Regions from separate parts of the Mus musculus genome. Here regions 2, 3, 4 and 5 are each linked to region 1. A link is a contact called in public Hi-C and HiChIP or PLAC-seq data. All regions are on one chromosome and are shown on one strand. Each heading gives the region's core, a stretch centred on a gene start, on an enhancer-like site or on the middle of the called end of the contact. The rest is flanking DNA. Distances are from core to core; before and after follow the strand shown. Region 1 has its middle 20 kb from the start of Gm26331. Region 2 has its middle 64 kb from the start of Cyld. Region 3 has its middle 47 kb from the start of Gm42034. Region 4 has its middle 75 kb from the start of Mir8110. Region 5 has its middle 18 kb from the start of Mir8110.

Region 1 (4,978 bases), core at 898-3,397:
AGCCACTCGTCCTGGCTGTGTGTTAAGGCCTAAATAATAAAGTTTGCCATACAGTGTGTTTTTTCTTCCTAGTGAAACCAGGAGTTTCAAACACATATGATGTCCTCACCCTTACTGTGTGGTTGTCAGCTAGCACAGGTCTGCATTTTCTGATCAAATCACTTCTGCAGCTTCCATAGTAGCAGGCAACACGCTTTGGGAGACAAAGAAGTGCTGAAAGAAAAGAAAGTAAGTAAGATCACCTAAGATTTTCTTTCTAAACAAACAAGGGAGTCCTCCTCCCCCTCCTCCCTTCTGCCTCTTCTTCCTTTTATTATTATTATTATTATTATTATTATTATTATTATTATTATTATTACATTTTTATCCCCTCCTTCTCTTCTTCTCTTTTATTTTCTTTTTTAAAAACTGGGCTTAAAAAAGAAAGCCTGAATTGTTAGGAGTAATATCAATATCAAGCCATTTTCAGAGAGAGAGAGAGAGAGAAGACTTTGGCTGCTTGAAGATGGGGTTGCTTTTTGTGACCTCTGGAAACACATGGACTCAATGACCATAAATAAAAAACTTGTGGAGAAAATGTAGGGACGTGGGGGAGAAAGGTCCAGAGTTTAAGGACCAAGTCAAACTGCAATGGGGTAAGGCAGATAGGAGGAGCCACAAGGATGACTTCCCTCTGCCAAGGGCCTGCGTTGGTGAGGTTTCACTATGTATTTAATGTTGCCATAAAATTCGTCTTCTCGGAGTAAACAAGGCCAGTCTGCATGCAACTCCATCAAGACATACGCAGCGTTGTTTGGGATAATGGATTTGATGGGAGTGAAAACAGTGGGGATTAAATGGACCCAGAATGGATAAATATAACTAATTGTCATCCCTTTCTATCCACATAAACATCCCTAGCACTGCAGAAAGGGAAGAGGGGGGCACCCTGCAGATACTCCTCTTAACTGACTGATGGCGCTGGGGCGGACAGAGTTCTAAAGACTTTCCCTCTGCCCTCAGTGAATTCGGCTTTTATGACCCCCACCCCCACCCACCCCCAACTCTGCAGTGAACACAAGAGCTGTACAACCCTGTTCAGAATAACTTCAAACTTCGTTTTCAACAATGTGGCTGGAACTTTTGAAGCTTGCAGAAGAACTCAGCTACTTTACACACACACACACACACACACACACACACACACACACACACACACACACACACTCACACACAAGGCAAAGCCTGAAATCAAACTTTAGAATTTTAAAAAGTTTTCATCGAGGGATCTGATTACTGCATGTGTGCACAGAGAGGGATAATATTAATGATTGCAATGGACTCTTTCTCACTGCAAGATTCGCTGTTGATTTTGTTATTTTGTCGCCCCCCCCCACCTCCCCCCAGCTGAGGACAGAACCCAGGCCCCTGTGCTTGCTAGGAAAGCACTCTACCACTGAGCTGAATTCCCAACCCTCACTGCTGATTTTGTAAATCGAGAATTATTGCTGCAAGCTTAGACAGTGCCTAGACATATACCTCGCACTAAAATACATCTATTTAAAGAAAGAAACATTTACATAGCTTTAAAAAAAACCTGTCACTTGACGCGGTAACTCCATTTGCAATGATTCAATAAATATAGTGTTTAACATTTGAAATGTATTTAAATCTGTTTTCACTTCTTTTAAGCTAAAGTTCAAAGACATTTGCAACCGAATGTCATTTATTATCAAGGCATGCTATTCATACCCGAATAGTGTTAGTATAGAAAAATGAAACTTCGAGTCTGTGAGTCATAGCAGTGTCTAAGGCTTACTCAGTAAAGCCAGCATGGCAACCTCTATCTGTGATCTCCGGAAGCTGATTTTTTTTTTTGATAGAAACTTAGAGCTGTCTTTCAAACAGAATCATCTGAAATTTAAAATTAGCCAAGGATTACAGTTTGCAAGAAGGCGTGTCTCCACCCCCAGTGTGAACCAGTGTCGTCAAAGTGAAAGGGGGAAGAAGGAAGGAATGGAGAAGATGTGGTTGTTTTGACACAAGGGAGAAAAGCTTTAGTGCCGTTTCATTTTTAACTTCATTTCAAATTATCTCCCAACCACCCTGGTATTTCTGCATGGAGATAATCACATCTCATCAGCTTGCGCCAGACCCGGCAGCTACGCAGCCAAGAGCTAACGTGGCTTCTCAGATCCGACCACTGAACACAGCTACAGCTCCGCAGAAGAATGGTGGGAACTGGCATGGCTGGATGCCCACCAGCCCCTCCAATATTTTGATTTTGTTTTTCTTTCTCTGGGTAACGTTAATTGTCCACAAGGTGTGTGAGGATGCCTCCCCTGGGACAAACCCCCAGAAAGGGAAAACACGAGGTTAAGAATGCATCACAAATCTGCCCCAGGGATGATAAGGATTTAGACTTGTTGACTAGCTGTGCAAGAACGGCCAGCTCGTGGATTCATGCACAGAAAACTGAAGAAGGCTCTTCTTGAGAAAAGTTAAAAAAAAAAAAGAATAAAATAAAAAGAATGGGTGTTTGGGAGACGGGAAGGCGATCCTGGTTTTAGACATAGGCCATCAGTTACTCCTAGAAACATTTGGGAATTCCCTGTCATTGAGCTTGAATGGGGACGCTGGGATGGTTTGTTTTAACACTGATGCATGGAAAATGAAGCCCCGCCCCCCACACCCTCTTAATGTTAGAAAAACTCCTATGTAAATGATGGACTGCCTTATCTTGATACCATTTGTCTTAACTTCGCTTCCTCTCACTTCAGTCATTTAATTTGTACGGCTTCCAAATCAGAGTGACTGTCATCTATTAGTCTCCTTGGTGACAGAGGGCAGGGGGCTGTTGTATTGGAGTTAATAAAGCAGAAACACAAGCCTAATTATTGGGAAGATAAACCACGCTGGCAGGGTTTTGTCCTCTAGGGTTGGAAGTCTTGGTACCCAGATATTTTGGAGTTGAGTCCCTATGCACAGGGCACACAGTCGGCAGCAGGTGGGGACACATGTTTTTAGGTTCCTGATACTGGTACATTTCAACAATCGGCATCCCTAGAGGGTGGGGTGGCACTGCCAGGGAGCAAACCTACCATCATTAATCAAATGAGATCTGTGCCGGGGCACGGGGCGGGGGCTCAGAAATGCAAGGGGTGAAGCTGGAAGAAAGTGGTGTTTTGGTTACAAGTGTAAGCATGTATATGTAAGCAGAGCCTGTGCACACATATATCGAGTAGCTCAGTGTAGTATAGTGAGCTGTGAATGTGTGTATGTGTATGTGTGTGAGAAAGAGTGTCACAGAGAGAGTCTTGCCAGCACTTAGACTATGGAAAAATTTAAACATGCATATATATATACACATACATATATATACACATGTATGATATGTTAGCATAGATGCAGTGATCTAAATGTTAGCGACTGAAACCTCAATTTATTGATTATTGAGAAGTCCAATTTTGTTTCTATAGGTTGATGCACACACATGACTATATGTTACTTATGCAAGTTGCTCATGTCTGAGAACTTGACCACCTAGATAGTTTTTCAGACATATTTATGGCCACTCCAATGTTATCAATGCTACTGTTGGCCTCCTGGGCTCCCCAACTCTGGAAACAGAGAGGAACAGACAGGAAAGTCTACCGGTGTGGATAAAGTCAGGAGCAGGAGGAGACAGTCCTAAAGAAAGAGGGAAAGGGGATGGAGTTCCTGGCACCTATTGCAGCTGCACTGCGAGCTGCCGCAAAGTGAAGGCTGAGTCTGGAGAATGATTCTATTAGTGTAGCTTTGTCCAACAAATATTAAAATTGCAAAGTAATTTGCCCATTTGACAATGGCTAATGAACTTAAGTACGCAGGGTGAACTTTAATAATTGAGGAAATTGTGCAATTAAACTAAAAGCCGCTGAAAATTACAAATAAAATTAACTCTCCGGCTTAGCGGGAGTGTTACAGCTTCCAGCATTGTGTGGGTATCAGGAAAGCCTGGGAGGAAAGGTTCGGGTGGCTGTGCCTTTCATTGTGATGACTGACCATAAAGATATTGACCTTGTTTTTCTTTTTTTTAATGCAAAGCATAGGAATAATACTTTTTCGCAACATGGTTCAGAGTGACCATGTGGTTGGAATTACGCAAAAACATCTCACTGGCAGGATATGTTTTAATTCTGATTTCAGGTTTATGATCTTATCTGTTACTACTTTCAATTTAAGTGGATTACATTCAGCAAAGATCCTTTTACCATCCTGGCTGGGCTGTCTCATGCTATTAGCTTGTCTCCGTTCAGCTTCTGGAAGCCTGTGAATACGTAAGACCATAAGAAGCCTCTTAGGTTCAACCAGGTTAGACTGTAGACACCAGATTAATATTTGATAACGTAGAAGGGCTCTTAATCAGCTTTGCTTATTTTGCGACAGAATGTTTCTGCAATTATGATAATTGTTATGCTAAATTTGTTTGTCTTTGTATCTGGCTTTGAGCATAATCTTCTCTCTTGAAAGCCACTCAATGTGGGGCTTGAGATTCCAACACAAAACCCAATTAATATTAAGATGACAGACATGATGAGCTCCCAAAGAGACAACAGCTGAACAGACTCTAACATTCGTAAGTACAGATACTTGAGTGATCAAGTACATCTGAGGGAGACACACGATTCAATAATCCCTTTTCTCAAAGAAGTCAAGAGCCCCGTGAGCTGCGAGGGAAATCAAAGGACCACATCAGAAAGAAAATGACGGGTCTGCCCCTGTAGCGTCTCTATTAAAATGCAAACATTATGGATTTCTTTCGGGGTGATGGGAACCTTTTCTGTTTTTATTGATTTCTTTTTATAGCTTGATGATTTCTCTAAGATTACCTTAAAAGCTTAGAGGGGAGAGAAGGGTGCACCATCAAAGGGTAGCTTGCATGACAAGAACACAGGTATTTCGGCTAACATGATAAGGCAAAGGTGGAGTGTGTCCAGGGGACAGAGGTCCTACTTGC
Region 2 (4,978 bases), core at 1,277-3,776, 810 kb after region 1:
TTGTCCCATTGATCTATATGACCATCTTTATGTAAGTATCATACATCTTGGCTATGGTATATATTTTATGAGTCTGAAATTAATATTAGCCCTCCAGCTTCCTGTTTTTGTTTATTCTAGATCCTTCATTTTCCGTATCAATTTAGAAACAAATTGGAAATTTCCATACAAATTTGGATGAAATTTTGACTGGTATTACACTGAATCTTACAAACATGGTTGGGGGATGAACTGATCAGGTTTCTCCATAGAAACAGGGTGTGTGTGTGTGTGTGTGTGTGTGTGTGTGTGTGTGTGTGTGTGTGTGTGTGTGTGTGACCATTAGGTAGAAAGACATTAGAAAAAAGTATTTAAGGCCCTTGGTGAAGTAATAATAAACACTATATTGAGGGCTGGCAAGATGACTCAGGGGGAAAGGACACTTGCCACCAAGTTCAATTCCTAGGACCCAATAGTGAAAAGAGGGCATAGGGTTCCAGAAGTTACTCTTTGACTTGTCCTCTGTGTTGAGAGGACATTTATAGAAAAGAGATAAAGAATTATTTTTTTAAGATTTATTTGTTTTATGAATATACACCTTCATTCCAGAAGAGGGCATCAGATCCTGTTACAGGTGATTGTGAGCCACCATGTGGTTGCTGGGGATTGAACTCCAGACTTCTAGAAGAGCAGACAGTGTTCTTAACTGCTGAGCAATCTCTCCAGCCAGCAGAAATATGTTGACTGCAGGAAATACTCCATCTCTTGGCTTGTGGCTGTTATGTGACATAAATATCATCAAAGCTCACTGAGTTGGGGCTTGGGAGTGCCGTTTGGTAGCAGAGAGCCTCTCTAGCCTGTGAGAGGCCATGAGTTCGATCCCTGCAAAAAGGGGAGTTTAATGACCAAGAACTGGGGCCTCACCAGGGCTTCACGTGTGAGAGGTGAGCACACCACCTTCGAACTGCAGCCCCTCATTACGCTTTTGACAGTGCTGTTTACTGCGTATGAACTTTGCCTCTCTGAACTGGGCAAACGTGCAATGTTTGAGAAGCTCTGCCTACAAGCCAGACTCTGAACTGACCCGTTCCCGTGGAGTTGCTAGTGCTCATGTGGAACATGATTTGTTCCATGTGGTCCTAAGACCGGTCCTGAAGTCAGCACATGCTAAAAAAGGAGGGAATGCAGAAGACAGCTCCAGGCGTAGGTCCTCCGTCTTAACCCCTCCCCGTGTCTGTTGGAAAGTAACACAGACTGGTGCATTTAAAAGAAAAGATGTTCATTTGGGCTCGAGGTTCTGGAGGCTAGTAACTCCAAGAGCAAAGAGGCAGCATCTGATGAGGTTACAGGAATGTGTGGGAGGGTCAAAAACCACGCATGCGCATGCAAAAGGAAGGCCTCACTACAGAGCTCACCTCTTGACACAGGTGCTCCTATGCAACTAGCCTACTCCAGTGGGGGCATTAACCCTTCTTAATGACCATCTCCCACCCCCAACCTCACCATGGTACCAATTGATGTGCCTGCTGTGTTAAGCCAAGCCCTCCCTCTCTCCCTCCCTCCTCTCCGTAGAACATGGTCACTGGCTGCCTGCATGGTAGACTTGGTGCACGTTGCTTCTGATACCTCCAAGAACTTTACTCACTTCTTCAAGCCACCTAGTCAGAATATGCCTTCTAGCCAGATCCCACAGAGCCCTGGGATGTATTCCCTTCAGATGTATTCCCAGGTCCCAGATTCATTTCTATAACCCTGATGACTGACAGGCTCTAATCTCCTAACGAGCTCACCTCTGTTCCCAGCCTCATTTGAGTCTGGCTTGTTTTACTTAGCATAAGGATCTCCAATTGCATCCATTTCCTGCAGGTGACAGTTCCTTCTTTACAGCTGAATAAAATCCATGCATTATATAGGCTACATTTTCTTAACCATTTATCTGCTGGCAGACATTTAGCCTGACCCCACGTCCTAGCTGTCGTGAATACACATCTGTTATATTTTAGGCACAGTGTGAGACTAACAATGATCACAGATAAATAGAATGATAATAACAAGTTGACACAGTGAACGTTATCTATAATTTATGAATTGCTCACTCTGGAACTTTCAGACCACAGTTGGCTGAGACCACAGTAAATGAAAAACTAAGACGCACATAGGAAAAGGTGGTTATCCTTTGATTCAAATTTTGTTGTGGAAGTAAGAATAGGGCAATTTCGGGAATTTAGAAGCATGTCAGAAACCTCAGCCTATGCACTCAGATTGCTTCAGGAGCATCTATGCCACTCAGCCTTTTAAAAGGCGAACTTGGTGGCTGGGATGTGCTGGTGAGAGGGTGTGGTCTCTGAGAAGCCAGAACACTGAATTTAGAGCAGTCAGCCCCAAGGAACTCTACAGAACCCCAGTGAGCTCCCACCTCTCCCACCGCCTGGACAGCAGTCTCTTTACCAGAGCCTGCCTTCTGCGCTCCAACCGCCTTCCCACCTCCCTCCCTACGTCCCCGTCCACTCATCCCCAGCCCGGCCATCTGCACTGTCCACACAGCCAACCCTCCCACCAAAGCTGCCTCCCTTTGTGTTCTCTATGAGGACTCTTGGTCTTCAGCCACTGTAGGGGCTGAAACTGACAAAGTCCAGAGCAGGCTCACAGAGGAGGGACACAGGCTTTGTGGGGAGGCTGCAGGGGACCAAGAAGACAGCTTTTTCTTTTGCGAAGCTTTGCTGTGGTTCCTGAGTCCATCCCACTACAGCTGCTCTGCTCTTCGCACGGTCACCAGATCTTTTCTTCTCCATTTTCTTTCTCTTTCTCTTCCTCCCTCCCTCCCTCCCTCCCTGCCTCCCTCCCTCCCTTCCTTCCTTCCTTCCTTCCTTCCTTTCATTTCTGTTGTTGTTGGTTTTTTACAAGATCCCGCTATGTGGCCCCCATTGACTTCAAATGCAGTTCTCCTCTGTCACCCTCTCATGAGCTGGGATTATCGCCACCGTGGTTCCTAGCCCACCGTGGCTTCTTTAACAGCTCACAGTTCAATGGACATTGTAGTCCAAGGGTTCATTTCCTTGTCCACCACATCCCTGCAAACTCAGCAGCATGACTGACATCCCGAGAGCATGGGACTGAAATAAGGAATTCCACTTTCTTCCATCTTTGATTCTCCTTAGCCCTGTGAAGGATTGAATAGTCTAGGCCAACACTGGAGGCTGAGGGTGGGGTTGGGGAGGGGTCCACCCTCCCGAGTTCCTGGTTCAGATGTCATTGTTTCAAACCACTACCATATATACAGTGCCCCCTACCAACCAGTGTTGACTCTGGACAATATTGACCTACTAAGGCTGACGTATGAAATTAACTGTTACCATGGTAATTATTCCCACTGAGCAGCAAACTCGAAGGATGTGTGGAGCATGCAAAGCACACTCTCTGGCCATTTGTCATCTTTCTGGGCAAAGACGGCAGAGGGAGAAGCAGAAGAACTCTGGGGGGAGCCATCACTTTTCTCTCTTCTGTATCAGCTTTCCCACTCACATCTTAGTCTCGGGGAGAGAAGCTCAGAGCAGCCACCAAGAACTCTGTGGAAACCCTGTCTTTCTTAGAGACCCCTATACTGACTCCCCCAGGAATCCCTGCTGACTAGATGAAGGCCATAGAAAGGGTGCTGGATTCTCTCAGACAGAGTTTGGTGCCTGGCTCCATCACAGCTCAGTCAAGACATCCTGGGTGAGTCACTTCCCTTCAAAGATGGCGACACTAAGGTCCACCCCTTGATGCAGCAGGCTAGCTGAATGCATGCAATACACTTGGTCTTTGATAAGTGAGCAGAGGGTGAGAAATAGTGGTCTCCTTCCAGCCAAGGTCTTGGAGGGTCAATCCATAGCCATTCACTTCTTCCTTCTTCTTGAGACTCCTGTCTTGGGGCAGGCTCTGAGACTCATCGCCAAGTGAAATCAGAAGGCACGCTGCAATGGGAGCCGCAAACAGCTGTGGGACCTGGTGACCTAGTGACCTAGTGTCTCCGAGCTATGAAGCTGAGAGCCCTCGTACTGAGAGTCCTTCCTTGGAGATCACTGTGGTGTGGGCTTGGGAAGGTTCCCCTGCTGCCTGGGCGGCATCTGGGCCAACCAAGCCTAGGGAAGATAAATGTGTGCAGTGGCCAGCTTCCTGGCCTGGAGGAAGAGCAGGTGCTGATTCTAAGGGTGGGGGTGGGAAGCAAAGGGGAGGGGCAAGGGGAAGAGTCACCACTGGTGGTCCTGGTAAGCAGTGGGGAGTGGGAAACAGACAGAGGAACCGGAATTTGCTGTGCTGAGGTTGGAGGGACAAGGAAGTCGCCCACAGGTGACAGTCACTTGCCACTGTGCAGGACATGCAATCCCATCCAGCCCAGCTGCCAGAAGGTGTCCCCATGCTCCCTATTCATTACCTGGCATAACTAATTGCCTGGTGACATTTCCCATATTATAGACAAATGTGAGTTATGGGCCCAGCTGCTCCCTCTCTCCCCACCAGGAATCGGTTGATAAATATGTTTATTCGAGGTCAGCCTGGCCTCATCCATTAGAAATATTGTTTTTCTAAACATTACATTGATTTAATTTAACTCTAATCAATTTAAAATGGTTCTGACAATTAACAAAAGCTTCAAATATGACCTTAAAGTAATAGGATTCATTAGCTATGTTTAGGATTAAACTTACCCTAATAGGGCAATTTTTCTTCCAAGAGTATTTGGTAAGCGACTAGTGGTCAGTCAAAATGAAATCAATTATTATAAATTATACAGTTAAAGTTGATTATGTATCCCCTGCTAATTTGTATAAATAAGGGTCTTTGACAATGGGAGTAATTTATTAATAACTATCTCCCCCAGCCCTGATCACACTTCATGTTCCAGCTGCCAGGGCATCTGTAACCCATGAAGTATTATTTTCAGGGCTGCTCTCGATGTATGCTAATTAAACCATAATTAATTGGAGCAGTTATAGTTAAAGACAATGCTAGTGCCCTT
Region 3 (4,978 bases), core at 1,252-3,751, 780 kb after region 1:
AAGCCAGCTATTGCACATTTATACACTACTGACTCCATTTTCACCCTCACACAACCATGTCATAACATAGATTATCACATATGTTCCATCCAGTGAAACAGGCTCAGAAACGTGTATGTGTGTAAAACACATTCTTTGATCCATGAGAGCTCTAGTCAACCTTGCTGATGTACAGCTGTCAGAAGCCTGGCACTCCATGCTCTTGTGCAAACATCCTAGAAAGTTAACTGGCTCATATCTCTCATACTCCTGGCTCATAGCTCGGGAAACAGAAGGTACAGAATATGGACATGCCATGCAAAGCCAGTGGCGGGGTGGCCCGTGTACTAATTAGGAGCTTCACCTCTGCCCCAGTGGACACTGAGCAGACCTCACTGGCCTTGTTCCACCACACTAGCCCACGAGCATCCCATAAGCCTGATAGGAAGGGGTACCAAGAGATGAGGCGCTATAACGCACTGCATACACTCGGCTTTGCACGGAATATTTTTGTTATTTACCCTGAGTCAAATGAATCCCTTCCAAGTCATCATAGTGCAGATCTAACCAGAAAAGTCGTCTCAGCTCTTCTCGGCTCACCGAGAGCTGAGTAGAATCCTTGAGGATCCAGCAATGGGAGGAGGGAGCCCTCTAGCTGTCCCCCTGTTGTGGTGACCCTACAGTTTCATAGTGGGTCCCTGAATGTGGCAGCTATCAGAAGCCACCATTCTCCAGCCACTGGACAACCAGGGTAGTCGAATACTCCGTCACTCCACATCTTCACAGTGATGTGGCACGTTGGCAATCATTCACAAGGATACAAGCCCTCACACTTCAGCATATCAGACAGTGGCAGAGCCATAAACCCCACAGGCAAACACACACATGTGCACTCAACGAGAGGTACAAATGCATTGGTCACATCTGTGCACTACCAGAGGTACAGATGAACTGCTCAGATGTCCAACGGGCAAGCATGCAGGCTAAGAGCCTTGCATGAAGACTCAGACATTCATTAGACACACACCACCACCCTCAGCCCAGAGAGGGAGTGAACACACACACATACACACACACACACACACCCCAGCAGGCTGCACATTCAGAGACAGGTAGTAGGCTCCCACACTGCCCACTCAAATTGGCTAGCAGCAACAGCAGCAGCACCCAGCCTGCAGGTGCCTGCAGAGGTGCCAGGCTCTGCTGCCACTCAGCCAATGGCAGCAGCTTCCTGCTCCCATCCCACCAACAAGCATATGCATGAAAAGACGAATGTAGACAGGGTGGAGCCAGTGGTGAGAAGGGCAAAAGATGAAATCATAATCCTGCCGGGTTTGTTCATTTCGGTGATAATTAGCGGTGCATTCACGCCGCTTCACCGGCCGCTCCCGGCTGATCCCGCGTGATGGATGCCTAGTGGTGCTGAATGCAAATTAGCATAATTTCATTACCGAGGGACCCGTGAAAAGGTTCAATTATAGAGCAATCTCATTAATACCAGGGCTTGTTAAACTAATAGAAAGAGACAGGCCCCGCAGCTCCGAGAGGAGACACGTGCTCCGAATGCTAGTTCTTGAAGCCCCAGTACCTGGCCACGCCCGCACCTCTACTGCCCTGCAAGCTTGGAGCTGGGATCCTGGCCTCCAAGGCCCAGAGCCTCCAGAGGACCTGGTCCGAGAGGCACAGAATTTAGGCTGAAATGGTCTCTGCTAAAGGCCTAGATCCAGGGCATCGCTGCAGAGCCCTGGGATCACGGTGTGGACGGGACTTGGCCAAAGCATGGGGCATGGAGACTGCAGAGCCATAGGGACAGGCGGATGGAGGAAGGGGATGGCCATCTGTCTAGGGGCCGGCCTTATAACACGTAGGCGCCTCTCTAGAGCCTTTCAGCTGTGGCTCACTTTCTCCATTATTATCAGCCCCATTTAGCCTCAAACTCCTGGCAACCCGACTCTGGAAGGAAAGCAGGCTGGAAGCCATCATCCACATGAGTAAAGAAAAAGTCTACACACACCTCTTTTCTGAACATGGAACTCTAGCTTGATGAGGTGTAGGAGGTCGGAGACACACAACACGGGACCATGTCACCTCTTCCTGGGGCCTAGAGGACTCTCCGATTTGGGTAAGAAGCCTTTGACATGGGGTTTCTTAGAAGTTTAACCTCTCCCTTATTTGACCTTAGCAGAAACTTGTCAAACTTTAACCACCTTGAACCCCCAAGCCCCACCCCCAGGAACCCTGACCAGTAACCTCGGACCTGCACTCGTCCTGCCAGCCTGGAACACGCAGAGGTGGACTATTTGACTTTGCTATATTTTTTTCTCACCTCTGTAATATCTGATTTTTTTTTCTCCTCCTGCAATTGTAAGTAAAACAGAACAAGTCCCCAAATGCCCCCAGTGGGAGAATGAGTCACACCGTTTGTTGCTGCACACACAAAAATATGCAGTGACTCAGAGGGCCCAGCAGAAGAGACCAACCCACAAAAGGCCTCATTGTTCAGACTTTCAAGGTATAGGGGAGGGAGCCAAGTGTCTGCAGGCTGCCAGGCTGCCTGAATCTCAGCTGTTGACACTTGCCGTGGGTGTATTTAGGTTCTGCTTCTGCTGTCCCTCCTCCTCTGTTTGCTTTGCTGTTTTGTTTTGAGACAGGGTTGTACATAGCCCAGGCTATTCTCCAGCTGACTAGTGTAGCCAAAGATGGCTTTGAACTCCTGATCATCCTGCCTCTGCTTCCTAAGGACTGGTATGACGACAGGCCTATACCACCATACCCTGATTAGTTTTCCTTTTACAACAACACAATGAAGACAGGCAATATACGGGTAGCTTATTATTTAGCCAGCAGCTAAAACCATTTCTACTTGCAAACGGTGAAGGCAGAGTAGACCCAGGGCCCCTCCAAAATAGCTGGCCCCTGGGACTCCAGGAGCCACATGACAGGAAAGCCACAGACTAAGCTGGCCTAGTCACACATACCTGTAATCCCAGAAGGCTGAGGCAGGAGGATCTTCATGAGCTGGAGATCAACTTGAGTTATAGAGTGAAATGCTCTGGAAGGGAAGAAAGAAGTCGGGGATGGGTATTGCCGGCTACAACAGAGCATCAGAGAAGGGACAGGGATGAGATGAGAGCTTCCTGGGCCTGTGACCATGGTAACAGGCTGGTCCCTGGGTAGACTTATGGGACTGTGGGCAAAGAAAGGTCTTAGCACTGTGGGAGATGCATCTGGCAACTTCAGAGTTAGAACATGAACCTTCCATAGAGATGTATGTGGAGGGTGGGAGCCAGGCTAAGTCCCCATTGATCCCAGCAAGCCACTACTCAAAGTGATAAATTGGCAAGTCCTGGCAGCAAGCACACATTACTGGGGGGGAGGGGATGGTTAGGAGCTATTGGGCTAAAGTGAGCCTGTGGACTCTGGGGAATACTCTGGGTTACAGCAGGAGCTACATATAGCTTTTTTTTTAAGAAAAAAATTATTAAAGAGCCTTTGCTTATACGCCTGATGCATCTAATGCATCCAACCCCCCTCACCCAGAATGTTTTAGCCACCCCTTAGCTGACCTCAGTAAAAATGGGTCAGGATGAAGACAGGGGTTGGGGTTGAGGTGACCTGTATGTTTGTATTCACACTTGTACACGCACCCCAAAACCACTACTCTTCTGCAGAACAAGGGCCAGGTCTCTATTTTCTTGAGCCAACCCTTTGTCACAAATAGTCCTCCTCTTAGGACAGGCAAGGCTTTGTGTACAGGCTTACTGATGGTGGATTTTATAGAGGGGACTCAGGTTCAGCTCAACCACTTTCTGGGCGGCTTGAGCAAACCACACGACTCTCTGTCTATTCTCCCTTCCTTAAAATAAGCCGGCCAGTGGGGTCTGGGCTGGCTCTTGGGGTGCTTCAGTTGGATCCTTGGTCCTCAGGCTCCCTGGCCTTGTGTGACACCCTTCTGCCCACTCTTTCCCTTCAGTCCCTCTCATACTCTGTGGCCACCAGAAGGAAGAAAAGGAGACGCTTGCACCACAGTAAAGGATTGGGACATGGAAAGGTGTTTGATTAGAAAATGGAGGGGCAGAGTCCATGGACAGTGGATGGAGAGGCACCAAATATGGCCTAGGGCCATCAGGACTCTGGGCTGACATTGGCCCAATGCAAAGAGGGCCCATTGCCTTGTTTAAATGAGAGCCCAGCACCGCCTTCAGGCATGGGTGGATACAGATATCTCAGTTATGACTCTGTTCCATTGGTCTCTGGTTTGCCTCAGTCCCGTCAGTCCCCGGTGGGTGACTTGTGCGGAGCATGGGAAGAGTGGCCTCTGTGGTCCTTACATTGGCTGCTTTTCCTGCTGATATGAACAATACCTGACAAGAAGTTACTAGATTGAAGAAGAACTGGCTTGGGGGCCTAGGGGTACAATCTATCATGGTAGAGAGGGCAGGAGGGTCAGCATGAGTTGGTTGGTCACATTATGCCCAGAGTCAGAAAGCAAAGGCAGACAGACAGAGAGACCAGGTCACAGAGCCTCAAGGTTCCCACTCTCCCCTCACAAGTCACCTCCTAATGGCTCCATGACTTTCCCCAAAACCACCACCCTCTGGGGTCCAAGCATCCAAATGTATGAACCTTTGGGGGAGAGTTTGCATTCAGATCACATGACTTACAGCCGCTGATTTCCAAAGTCTCTCTATTCTGTAACCTCCCTAGGAAACCCCACAAGAGTACTTTGGCAGCCCTTTAATCATGTGTACTTCTGACCAATCACTCATTCCAGGCAGCATAGGGCTTCGATTAATTCCCTGGGGTCACATGGTCTACCCTGGACATAGAGGCAAGCCTGTGGATGATCAAATACCCCATGTATATTGTAGCAAAAAACAGCCCCCAGGAAAGAGAAGGGACCCACAAGGAACATGTAACTAAAAGCCACTTCCTGAGCCCAGGGTCTTGAGAAGGTAAGATTCAGCTGGAATGAAGGCCATGAAGGGAGAGTCCAGGG
Region 4 (4,978 bases), core at 1,378-3,877, 620 kb after region 1:
TGCCCAAGGGTGTGGCCACATGATGGAGTATCCTTCAGCTCTTTGAAACGGGCAATGCTGCCATTTGTGGTAACTCGCATCAACATTAAAGGCAACACGCTAAATTAAACAAACCATTCACAAAAGGACAAATCTTTTAGGAGCCCACTTACCTGTGATACCTAGAATGGTCTGACACACACAGATGAGAGGCACAATGCTGGTTGCCCGGGGCAGGAAGAGAAAGAATAGGCCATTCTCTTATGGGGACAGAGTTCCAATTGGGGGGGGGGGGTGTTAGAAAGTTGTCTCTTATCAGTGAAGCACTTTCCTTGTGAGTGTGGGGAACTGAGTTTGAGATGCCTGTCTCAATAAAAAGGTGACTGTTCCCCAGGAAGCAACTCATGAGGTTGTCTTCTGACCACTACACGATTCTCACCTAGGTGCGGACCCATGAACACGTGCACACAGGCAAACACACACAGAGAACTGTGTGGCCGGTGGTATAGTTGCCAAGCAACGAGACGAGAATAGTGCACTTAAAATTGGTGACTGTAGCTACATGCATATTTCACCACAACCAACATGAGAGCAAATTTCAAAAATACGAATTACTCACCCTGGGAATGTCAGATTAAAAATAAACATATGACTAAAGAAGACACGCTGCGGGACCAGGTGGCTTGAGTCAAGGTACACTGGAGCCTGTGAGTATCGGGCTCCCACCACGCCCTCCCTGCTTCTGAGGGAGAAGGCATGCTGGGATGGATGGCCAGGCTCCGGGCTGACTTCCTGTTCTGTTGCCCTCTCCCCCTGCGTATTAGCTTCGCCATCTTTGGCCCTTGCGTCTGGGCATCAGAGGAGCCTCCTCTCAAGGAACCCAGCATCCCCCTCTCCCTCATTTGCTGGTGGGGGACTAGAGAGCTTTCTGACTTGGCCTTGGTAGATGTTGGCTTTCTTTTTTGAGGAAAAAAAAATAAGGTTTTGTCTTGTTATTTTGAGATAGGTTCTATGTTGTCCGCGCTGGACTCACTGGAATCACAAGTGTGTGCCGTCATACCCTGCCTTGCATGCGTTTTGAAACAAAGCCAGGCAAGTGTGTGACCTGTGTAGTGTGGAAGAAAGCGTTTGTCTGACTGTTACGTCAGAGCTTTGAGATCCAAGCCTGGTCAGCCACCGTGGTCTCACCCTTCATTCACTACCGCCTTCTGTTTTCTGTGTACCCAGGAAAGAAAGCACTCCCAGCTTTGATCAGCATCTTAGTTAAGGTCTCTCTCTCTCTCTCTCTCTCTCTCTCTCTCTCTCTCTCTCTCTCTCTCTCTCTCTCTTTCTCTCTCTCTCTCTTTCTTTTTGGTTTTTCGAGACAGGGTTTCTCTGTGTTAGCCCTGGCTGTCCTGGAACTCAGAAATCGCCTGCCTCTGCCTCCCAAGTGCTGGGATTAAAGGCGTGCGCCACCGCGCAGCTTAGTTGAGGTTTCTATTGCGCTAAGAAAACACCATGGTAACCTCCTCCTTTGGGGAGGAAAGGATTAATTTCCCTGACATTTCTATATCACGGTCCTTTATTCAAGGAAATCAAGACAGGAACTCAAGGTTGTAGTGTGCAGTTATAAAAATCAATCCACACTATGGCTGGCGAGGCACCGGCAACGGCGGTCTCTCCGCGCCCATGGCTATCCCCATTTTGGCTTGGAAACGGCAGCTAACCGCAGGAACCTGGGCAGACCGCCGCGGCTTGGGGCTTTCCTTGGGTGTGGGAAGACCGCCGTTGCCGTTGCCGTTGCCTAGCCGGCCATAGCATGGATTGACTTTTATAATTACACGCTACAAAGGTAAGGGAGGTGGAACGGAGGCCATGGAGGAACACTGCTTACTGACTTGCTCCTCGTGGCTTGCTCAGCTTGCTTTCTTATGTGACGTGGCACCCGGCACTGTCTGCAACGAGCCTTCCGCATCAATCGCTAATTACGGAAATGCTGTAGACTCGCCAAGAGGCAAATCTTATGGACACACTTTCTCAATGGAGGGTCCTTCTTCCCGAATGACCCTAGTTGTGCTGAGAGGACCTTAAATTTACCAGGGAAACAGGAAAATTTGGGAGCTTGAGACTCTTCAAGCTACCAGGCTTAAGGAAGGTTCTGGGGTATAGCTCAGGGCCAGAAGAAAGCTGACCTGCTCCTTGTCTGCTGTGGAGCTTCCAGGAAGAAACTGAGATATATGTCTCTGGCTCTGGATCTGGGAGGCTGGGGGTGGGGGGGTATAGGGCAAGTGTCAGGTGTTAGGGTGTGGGAGCTTACGCAGGAGGAAGAGGGCCTGTGGCGAAAAGTCAATTGCCGAAAGCGTCTCTTGTATACTGGAGACTCCTCATTGGCTGGGGAGGTGGCCAGTGAGTCAGGCAAGGAGAGAGAGTATCAACCCTGGAGCCCAGTGGCCCGAGTCTTAGAATCTGTCCTGCCATTTACTGACCTAAGTCAGTTCCCGGCATCCATTCCACAAAAGCCAGCTGCTTCAGGAGGCGCTGAGAGCTCTGCTCTTGTCAGCCCACCATCAGTGCCTGGCGCACCTGAGGCAGATGGCGGAGCACAGGCTCCTCATTAGAGCAGCACTGACCTAAGGCTTACAGGCCTGGGCAGCTCTCTGCCCCTCGGGTGGGAGCCTCTGGCCTACTAGAAACAGAGCTGAGGGGCTGGCTTGGACCAGCTGGGAAAGAGGTTATGAAATAATAATCAAGGCAGCTGTGCCCTGAAGATGTTCTAGAAGGCTCTCTCCTTCCTTCCCTGGTTAGCCATGATGAGAAGTCAAGAGGAAATGGCGGACTTAGTAAATCAACTGGGGATGCGGCGGGCAAGAAAATTTCCTTTGAGGTCAGTCTTCAGTTCAGACTGCCTCTCTAGCTGTGTGGCTCTGGGAGAGTTGTTTAACCTCTCTGAGCTTCAGCTTCTTGCCTATCTCTAATTGACACATAATTAGTGTGCATATTTTTGAGGCAGGGTAAAACCCTTCAACACATTGTGCAGTGATTGTCTGGGGAACCTCATCCATCCCCCAGCCGTCGTCCTAGCTGTCCTGAGACCCACAATCACAGTTCGCTCCAGTTGTAACTGAGCTGTGGAGCACCAGCTCCCTCTGCCCTGTCCTGTCCTCAAGTCCTTAGCAGGCACTGGGCAACAGGACGTTTCCGTGATCTCTGTGCTCCGTGGCTGTAATCCTTCGAGTCACCTCATCTGTCACCTGGGACGGTGCCACAGCCCCTATTAATACAGCCACACGTGGCAGTGCTGTGCTCGGGTGCCACGCTCTGGCTGCCTGTGCGGGCACAGGGCCTATTTTTAGCGCGTTATGTCTGTAATTATGTAGTTTCGCTGCCTTGCAAATGCGTATCTGCTCTGGGGAGAGGTTACGCTTCCGTGATCTGTTATTTTTGATAGGGCAAGATGTGCAAAGTCTCTTTGAAGCCGTGCCTCCCTCCAGCCCCAACTACCCTGAAAACAGTTCTGGGAATTCCTGGTTGCCAATCAGTCAGCAACCATTGTAACATTGGCGTATCAATGGGGCAGACACTAGCTCTGTTCCCTGGGGTCAATTCAATCTGTTTATAATTTTTGATCAATCTATAGTTTTCGAAAGTCGAGGATTCCTTTGCGGGACTGGATCTTTGAGGGATCAACAGAGTGTGGGTGTCAGCAAGATGGGGAGTGAGCTCCCACGCGAGCCACAGCTCTAGCCAGGAAGGGCCTTCAGAGGGATTTTTGACTCCAGAGGAAAGAGAGTGGGCAATGTAGGGGTCAGCCCAGGTGAGACAGAGCTGGGCGGAGACTTGGCTGGAGCAGGGGCCTGGTGGCCCTCGCTGTGACAGATTAGGAGATTAGAAGCTCTCTAGAGCTTGAAACTCTGCTCTAGGTCAAAGAGCATCTGCTTGTAGGAGGAAGGCATGATCCGAGGCCCTTCAGCAGGGCCCAGCCAGGCCTGCAGGAACCCAGAGATAAAAAGGAACCTCAGAAGTGAGTCACCCAGGGAAAGCAACACTGTTCACTCAGTCGCTCATTCTTTCACTCGACAAACCTGCACAGCACAACCACTGTCTGGTTGCTAGAGACAAACCTTCACAGCACATCTACTGTCTGGCTACCAGGGAGACATCAGAACGTCCAGTTTGCTCACACAGTAACTCCTGCCTCCCACAAATTAAGAGTCCTGAGGGCCCTCATTCCTGCAGAGCAGAGACATAAGTGCAGGTCCTGCCAAAGCAGCTGAAGTTCATGGCCGGGACTCTGGTGGTGGTCTCTGCTGGGTAAATGTAGAAGGGAATTCAGGGTCCCTCAGACTCCTCACAGTCCTGGGCTCACTGAGGAGACACCAAGTGACCACGCTACTGTAAGAAGCCTTACCACCAATGGTGGAAAAGCCACAAGACTGCCAGACTCACAGCTCAAAAGATCAAATTCTCCATGCAGAGGCGTGGGACGGATGGTGACAGCTGTGGTGGCCTGTGGACAGGATTCACAGGTCCATTTGTGTCTCTACCTCTATCCTTTATCCAAACACATCTGTTGCCTTTCTTTGTTACATACAACAGAGGTTTAAGTAGAGACCATAAGGGCACATGAGAAGAAGAAAAGAGAAGTCTGCCTGGACAGCATCTCTTACTAACACAGTACTGTCCTTATTAACTGTATATATTTTAAATACAGAATAGGGACTGTAACTTTTGGTGTGTGTGTGTGTGTACATGTGTAGAACCCAAAGGCCAGCCTCAAGTATCATACTTTATAATCTATAAAAAATAAAATGTCTGCTTTGCTTTTTGAGGCCTGGCTTGTCATTTAGACTGAGCAGGCTGGCTACGTAGCCTCAGGGATCTGTGTGTGTTACCGCCCATCAATGGGATTATAAGTGCTGAGTCATCATACCTTGCTTCTTTTTTTTTTTTTTTTTAATATGGCTTCTGGGGATTAAATTCATGTCCTCGAGCTTATACAGTAAGTATCCTACCAACTGAG
Region 5 (4,978 bases), core at 1,073-3,572, 560 kb after region 1:
GAATGAGACAGCAGGTCGCAGGGGGAAGGGGGTGGAAAGAAAGGAAAAGGAGGTGGGGAAAGAGGAATAAGGAGAGGGGCCAGGGAGATGTAGCCCTGGAAAATGAGTCCAGGTTACCTCCTTCATGACTCTGGGCTAGCTATGGACAGCTACTCATCCAGCTGTGCAGCAGTAGGGACAGTCCGCCCCAAGCAAGCTAAGCACTAACAGTCCGGTTAGAATGGCATTTTAAAGGCAGAATCTAGAGAAGAGTGTGCAGAAGTGTCTCCGGCTCAAGGGCCCAGGGCTGGGGCCACAGCTCCACATAGGGGAAATAGTTGTAGGTGGTTAGATACAGAAGCCAGAATAAAAAGGCTCATTTCCCACCCAGGAGAGCAAGAGGAGCAGTCTCAGCATCCGCCTACCTCTTCTCTGGAGAGAATGCCAAAGCCACTGGGGCTGAAACGCTAACCATGGTATTTTGAACTATGGAAAAGAACCAGTGGAGAAAAGCCCTAGCCTAGGCTCCCCCTCCCTCAATGCCTTTGTCATTTGGGGGTTGCATTTCTCTTGGAAGAGGGCTGCCCTGTGCATGACTCCCCAACCCGATAGAAACCAATTGTTCCCTTTCTCCCAGGGGATGCCAATCAATATCCCCCAAACATAACCAAATGTCCTTTGGAGAGGCAGGGGACCACTGTTTGGAAGCTTCCAGCTGTACTTCCAGCTGTGTTTGCTGAGGCACAAGTCTGGCCCAGAACTTGGACTGGCTGTATGTGTGCATCTGTGCATGAGGATTTGTCACTGTATGTATGTGTGCCCACGCAAATGTGCTGTGGCCATAGAGTGACCAGCACCCCAGAAAGCCACAGTTCTTCCTGCTGTAATGGTCAGTCCAAATGCAGAGCAGAGGCCAGAATTGAAAAGGCAGGGGTAGACAAAGAGGAGCCCTATTTTATGGCCTCAGAGAACACCTGAGGCTGACAGGCCAACTCTGCAGAGCTGAACACTTCCTGATCTTCCCACGTCACTGATTGGTCTCTGGGTGTCCCTGCCAGCTCTGTGGCCACACAAGTAAGAATGCCAGACTGACAGAGTGGCAGCTCTTAGTAATAGGGGCAGCTTGGAGTTACTTGTATATAGAACATTTTCATTTGTGTGGCCTTTGACTGTCAGTTGGGTGAGATGCCGACAGGAAGTGGGAGGTTCTACCTTCCAGACCTCTATCCCAGGAGCCCTCCCCAAGATTCCCCCTCATTCCCCTGGAAAAGCCAAATAGCTTTTCTTTCAGAGAACCTCCTCCTCAACTTGCATAAGCTTTAGATCCCATAAATTCTCAAACCACGGTACCCTCCATGATTTCCAGTTAGCTATTACCACATTGTAGAATTCGGTCCTGCTTTGGGAGAATAGTAAGGAGAACGAATAAAATACATTGTTTCAATTCACTGGCAGCAAGGAAGAAACCAGTATTTATTTGCATAAGGAAAGCAAAGAGGAAAAGAAAATTGGAGGTCACCCCTTTCACTGGGTGTCAGGTGCTGGGGCTACTGGAAATGTCACACCCACTAGGGTAGAGGAAACCTAGCCACCAAGAGTTCCTGACCAGAGGTTAGGGCTGGAGGGAAGCTGTAGCCTCGGTTGGGAGGGGCTGAGCAGCTGGCTATAGTACTCTTGGCAGAAGCTGGCGGTGGCGTTGCTCTGGATAGAAGCTACAGCCTTAAGCTCCGGGGCTGCCCCCGGCTTTCCCCCAGCCATTGTGAGCCAGTATTGATCAAGCCAGGAAGCAATAGAGCTGCGCAGCTGAAGCCCAGGGTGGGCAGCATTGATCTGACCCCCCCCCCCGCCCCTCGGTTATTACAGGATGCTCTGGCCTGGGGAGTAGCAGGGAGAGTTTGTTTAACGAGGGTTCAGGGTGCTCTTCGCTAGCTGGTTAACTTTAAGTATTGGAATGGAATTGATGCGCACATAATAATATTATGATTCATACAAACCACTTCTCAGGCAACTCAATATATTTCATTACCTCCTTTCTAGCAAATGTATTGATTTCTGTTTTGCGGTTTTATAACACAATTTCAAGGCTGTTGTGGGCTTAATGAGCCGTGTTCTTATGATGTTTAAAAAGATTTGAAGCTATTGTTGAAATAAATATTATGGATTCCCCCCTCCCGAGGCCCCTTCACTCAGCCTGCCACTCCTCCTGGCTCGTCCCCTCCCTCGCGGGCGGAGCTGCGAGCAGAAAGCCGGGGGGCTGCAGCTCCGCCGCCCTTTGTGCCCAGATCAAAGGACCGGAACGCCACAAAGGCGGCCCCACTCGGCCGCGGCCACACACAGCCGCACCTGCAGTGCGGCCAAATGTCATTGTCGCTTCTGCGGGGCGAGCGCGGACGCACCTCCGAGGCGGCAGATGACTAATAACGCTTGATGAGAATTGATGGGAAGAGGCGCGCGGTGCCCAGGGCTTTGTATTAGCTGCCCCGACTTCCCCAGCCTCGGCCGACCGGCTGCACCTGTGGACCCCCTTCCTCTCGGCCTTTATGGAAGTTGACAGATTTTATTAACTTTAGGGAAGAACTTTCCAGCGTGCAGAGGGCCTCAGTTTATTTTGTATTCATGCGAAACGGAAACTGAAAAAGCCCTGTTTACATATTTACCGGCCCCACTGACCTCCCACTGGGACCCCATAAGTCACGCTCCAGATTAACTTTGTCATAGAATTGACTTGGGCGCTGAGGGAGTTGGGACTTGGGGCGTGGGGGGGGGGGGGGCGAGCTGCATGTGTGAGATATATTTTATCAACGAGAGAAAGCTATATTCAATTATCTAATATCGCTGAGGAACCCCCAAAGACTTTCCGAATAGTACCAAAATTGGAATTATTTTTTTCGCAGCAGGTGCGGACCGGGAGAGCATTTGCAAGCAAGCTGGGTAGATTTGCCCTGGGCTAGGTTACCCCATCCGTTCGATTATGCAAAAATGAAAGGAAGCAGTGAGGAACAACCCAACTTTAAACTTCACCCCCTTGGGGGCTTGGAAGTACCAGGCGGGAAATGTGAGTGTGTGATATGCACACATTTTAGCGGCTAAACTGCAACACGTTTCCAGGGGGATAAAGATATGACTCATTCAGTAAAGAGAAGTTAGTGGGGGGTACACTGTCAAACAGCCCAACACAGTGATTTTCAACACCCCCACTCACAGGAGAAAAAAGAAAACAAGACTTTGCTTATAGCCTTTTTAGATGCATTACTTTTTATTGGCACATATTCATTATGCAAAAGACTGGGTTTCATTGTGACATTTCACATCCATATATCATGTCCTTTGCCTCCATCCCACAGTGGTCCTCTTACTCTTCCCAAAGAACCTTCTTCCTACTTAATGTCTTTTAAAAAAATCTAGTTTCTGACTATAAGAGAAAGTAGATAATACTAGTCCGTGAGTCTGGCTTTCTTCCCTTAGCACAGTGACCTCCAGGGCCATCTACTTTCTTGCAGATCATATAGTTTTGTTCTTTATTATTGGGGGGGGGAATCTCTTGTTCATTGTTCATCACACTTTCTTTGTCCCTTCATCTGTCGATGGTACCTAGGCTGATTCCATATCTTGGCTGTTGAGAATAAAGCAGCTCCATACAAGATGTACACATGTCTCAATGGAACAGTGACTTAGACTCCTCCCGCTATGTCTCTGGTCATCTAACAGTTCTCCTTTCACTTTTGGGGGTTTGGTTTGGTTTGGTTTTTTTTTCAGACAGGGTTTCTCTGTATAGCCCTGGCTGTCCTGGAACTCAGTCTGTAAACCAGGCTGGCCTCGAACCAAGAAACCTGCCTGCCTCTGCCTCTCAAGTGCTGGGATTAAAGGCTTGAGCCACCACTACAGGCTTCCTTTTACGTTTTTTGTTTGTTTGTTTGTTTGTTTTGTTTTTTCTTTTTCGAGACAGGGTTTCTCTGTGTAGCCCTGGCTGTCCTGGAACTCACTTTGTAGACCAGGTTGGCCTCGAACTCAGAAATCCACCTGCCTCTGCCTCCCGAGAGCTGGGATTAAAGGCGTGCGCCACCACGCCCGGCTTTACGTTTTTTTAAAGGATCCTTTGTACTGATTTCCACAGTGACTGTACCAATTAACAGTGGCACCAGTACTGTATAAGGGTCCACCAACCCCACCCCATTTTCCCTCAAAAGCATTTGCTATTTTTTTTTAAATAATGGTAGCCATTTAGGCTGAGGTGAGATGGAAATTCACAGTAGTTTTAATTTAATTTTGCTTATGTTCTTAGTTGTCCCTTCTCCTTGGGATATTTCTAGGTTTTCTGACTCACGAAAAAATGGGAGTCTACCGCTATGAACATTCCTGTGATATTAACTGTCAGGTGTTGAGAACACAGCTCAGAGTCAGCTGGTGTGCTGTGTCTTCACTGCACAGCACTGAGCTTTCCGGAGCTTCCTTTTGTGTGGCAGACAAACTTCAAATGAATTGAGGATCATTTTCCCAAGAAACCTTTAAGTTGAGCGATAATAGAAAGTAGTTAGTAGAATATTACACTCTTCATTTGGGCAAGCAGATGGGATGCCTGCTTTTAGATTTAATCGGGGGGGAGGGGGGGGCTTGGCAGACAGGTAGGGATGCCATGTCTTTTAGTTGAAGTCTCTTTCTTTTCAGGAAAGAAAGAAACTGCTTAATAGTCAGTGCCTCCAGCACCCCACCCCCACAGTCAACTCCCCAGCACCTCAGCACTAGTAATGCCTAACTTTTAGTTCTCAGTCCTGATGACATTACAAAGTACAAAGGTCATCTAACAGCAAGCGAATCCATTTTTAACAAATCTATTACACTCTTCCTGTCTTACAAAAAAGGTAGTGTGTGTCTGAAAAATAAAACACAGGCTGCTTAAAACACAAAACATATCCCCCAATCTCCATTTACACAGACACAGACATAAATAAATGATTTAACAATCTGGGAGTCACGAGTCTCTGACCTCATGCTTTCTCAA

Evidence for each region. Hi-C and Micro-C count contacts between places; a contact is called where the count stands out from the background. HiChIP or PLAC-seq counts read pairs in DNA pulled down with a chosen protein or histone mark.
Region 2: a contact with region 1 is called in an H3K27ac HiChIP or PLAC-seq map of VIP interneurons, with 5 times the contacts expected there. The contact joins two enhancer-like sites. A contact is called at or near these places in 1 of 39 promoter capture datasets (hippocampal neurons), 1 of 15 datasets of contacts at CTCF or cohesin (stem cell-derived epiblast-like cells), 16 of 484 Hi-C or Micro-C datasets (the N1E-115 cell line, adipose-derived mesenchymal stem cells, cardiomyocytes and 8 more), 5 of 115 datasets of contacts at active chromatin or transcription factors (VIP interneurons, astrocytes, embryonic basal ganglia and 1 more) and 2 of 9 other capture datasets (embryonic tail and embryonic trunk).
Region 3: a Hi-C map of the N1E-115 cell line shows a contact between it and region 1, with 6 times the contacts expected there. The contact joins two enhancer-like sites. A contact is called at or near these places in 5 of 39 promoter capture datasets (cranial neural crest, frontonasal cranial neural crest, hippocampal neurons and 2 more), 1 of 15 datasets of contacts at CTCF or cohesin (stem cell-derived epiblast-like cells), 13 of 484 Hi-C or Micro-C datasets (the N1E-115 cell line, adipose-derived mesenchymal stem cells, cerebral cortex and 8 more) and 3 of 115 datasets of contacts at active chromatin or transcription factors (VIP interneurons, embryonic basal ganglia and embryonic forebrain).
Region 4: an H3K4me3 HiChIP or PLAC-seq map of the SCID.adh cell line shows a contact between it and region 1, with 9 times the contacts expected there. The contact joins two enhancer-like sites. A contact is called at or near these places in 2 of 39 promoter capture datasets (embryonic stem cells and liver), 2 of 15 datasets of contacts at CTCF or cohesin (embryonic stem cells and stem cell-derived epiblast-like cells), 50 of 484 Hi-C or Micro-C datasets (the AtT-20 cell line, the G1E-ER4 cell line, the HPC-7 cell line and 16 more), 13 of 115 datasets of contacts at active chromatin or transcription factors (the SCID.adh cell line, astrocytes, embryonic basal ganglia and 2 more) and 3 of 9 other capture datasets (embryonic stem cells, embryonic tail and embryonic trunk).
Region 5: a contact with region 1 is called in an H3K27ac HiChIP or PLAC-seq map of VIP interneurons, with 7 times the contacts expected there. The contact joins two enhancer-like sites. A contact is called at or near these places in 2 of 484 Hi-C or Micro-C datasets (the BV-2 cell line and the N1E-115 cell line), 15 of 115 datasets of contacts at active chromatin or transcription factors (VIP interneurons, craniofacial prominence, embryonic basal ganglia and 6 more) and 3 of 9 other capture datasets (embryonic stem cells, embryonic tail and embryonic trunk).

What each region holds. Positions count from the first base shown.
Region 1 is chr8:89,566,815-89,571,792 of GRCm38.p6, reverse strand. No RefSeq gene overlaps it. Among named protein-coding and RNA genes, the nearest start is that of Gm26331, 20 kb to the left of the region's middle. Within about 2 kb of position 2,147, at least 18 of the 459 cell types and tissues checked have an H3K27ac peak or open chromatin away from gene starts, as enhancers often do. A contact at or near this core is called in the N1E-115 cell line, the SCID.adh cell line, VIP interneurons and 1 more, where this site is marked.
Region 2 is chr8:88,758,234-88,763,211 of GRCm38.p6, reverse strand. No RefSeq gene overlaps it. Among named protein-coding and RNA genes, the nearest start is that of Cyld, 64 kb to the right of the region's middle. Within about 2 kb of position 2,526, at least 1 of the 459 cell types and tissues checked has an H3K27ac peak or open chromatin away from gene starts, as enhancers often do. A contact at or near this core is called in VIP interneurons, where this site is marked.
Region 3 is chr8:88,790,359-88,795,336 of GRCm38.p6, reverse strand. No RefSeq gene overlaps it. Among named protein-coding and RNA genes, the nearest start is that of Gm42034, 47 kb to the left of the region's middle. Within about 2 kb of position 2,501, at least 93 of the 459 cell types and tissues checked have an H3K27ac peak or open chromatin away from gene starts, as enhancers often do. A contact at or near this core is called in the N1E-115 cell line, VIP interneurons and uterus, where this site is marked.
Region 4 is chr8:88,947,475-88,952,452 of GRCm38.p6, reverse strand. No RefSeq gene overlaps it. Among named protein-coding and RNA genes, the nearest start is that of Mir8110, 75 kb to the left of the region's middle. Within about 2 kb of position 2,627, at least 28 of the 459 cell types and tissues checked have an H3K27ac peak or open chromatin away from gene starts, as enhancers often do. A contact at or near this core is called in the SCID.adh cell line, where this site is marked.
Region 5 is chr8:89,003,980-89,008,957 of GRCm38.p6, reverse strand. No RefSeq gene overlaps it. Among named protein-coding and RNA genes, the nearest start is that of Mir8110, 18 kb to the left of the region's middle. RefSeq lists a cis regulatory region at 1-4,978. Within about 2 kb of position 2,322, at least 54 of the 459 cell types and tissues checked have an H3K27ac peak or open chromatin away from gene starts, as enhancers often do. A contact at or near this core is called in VIP interneurons, where this site is marked.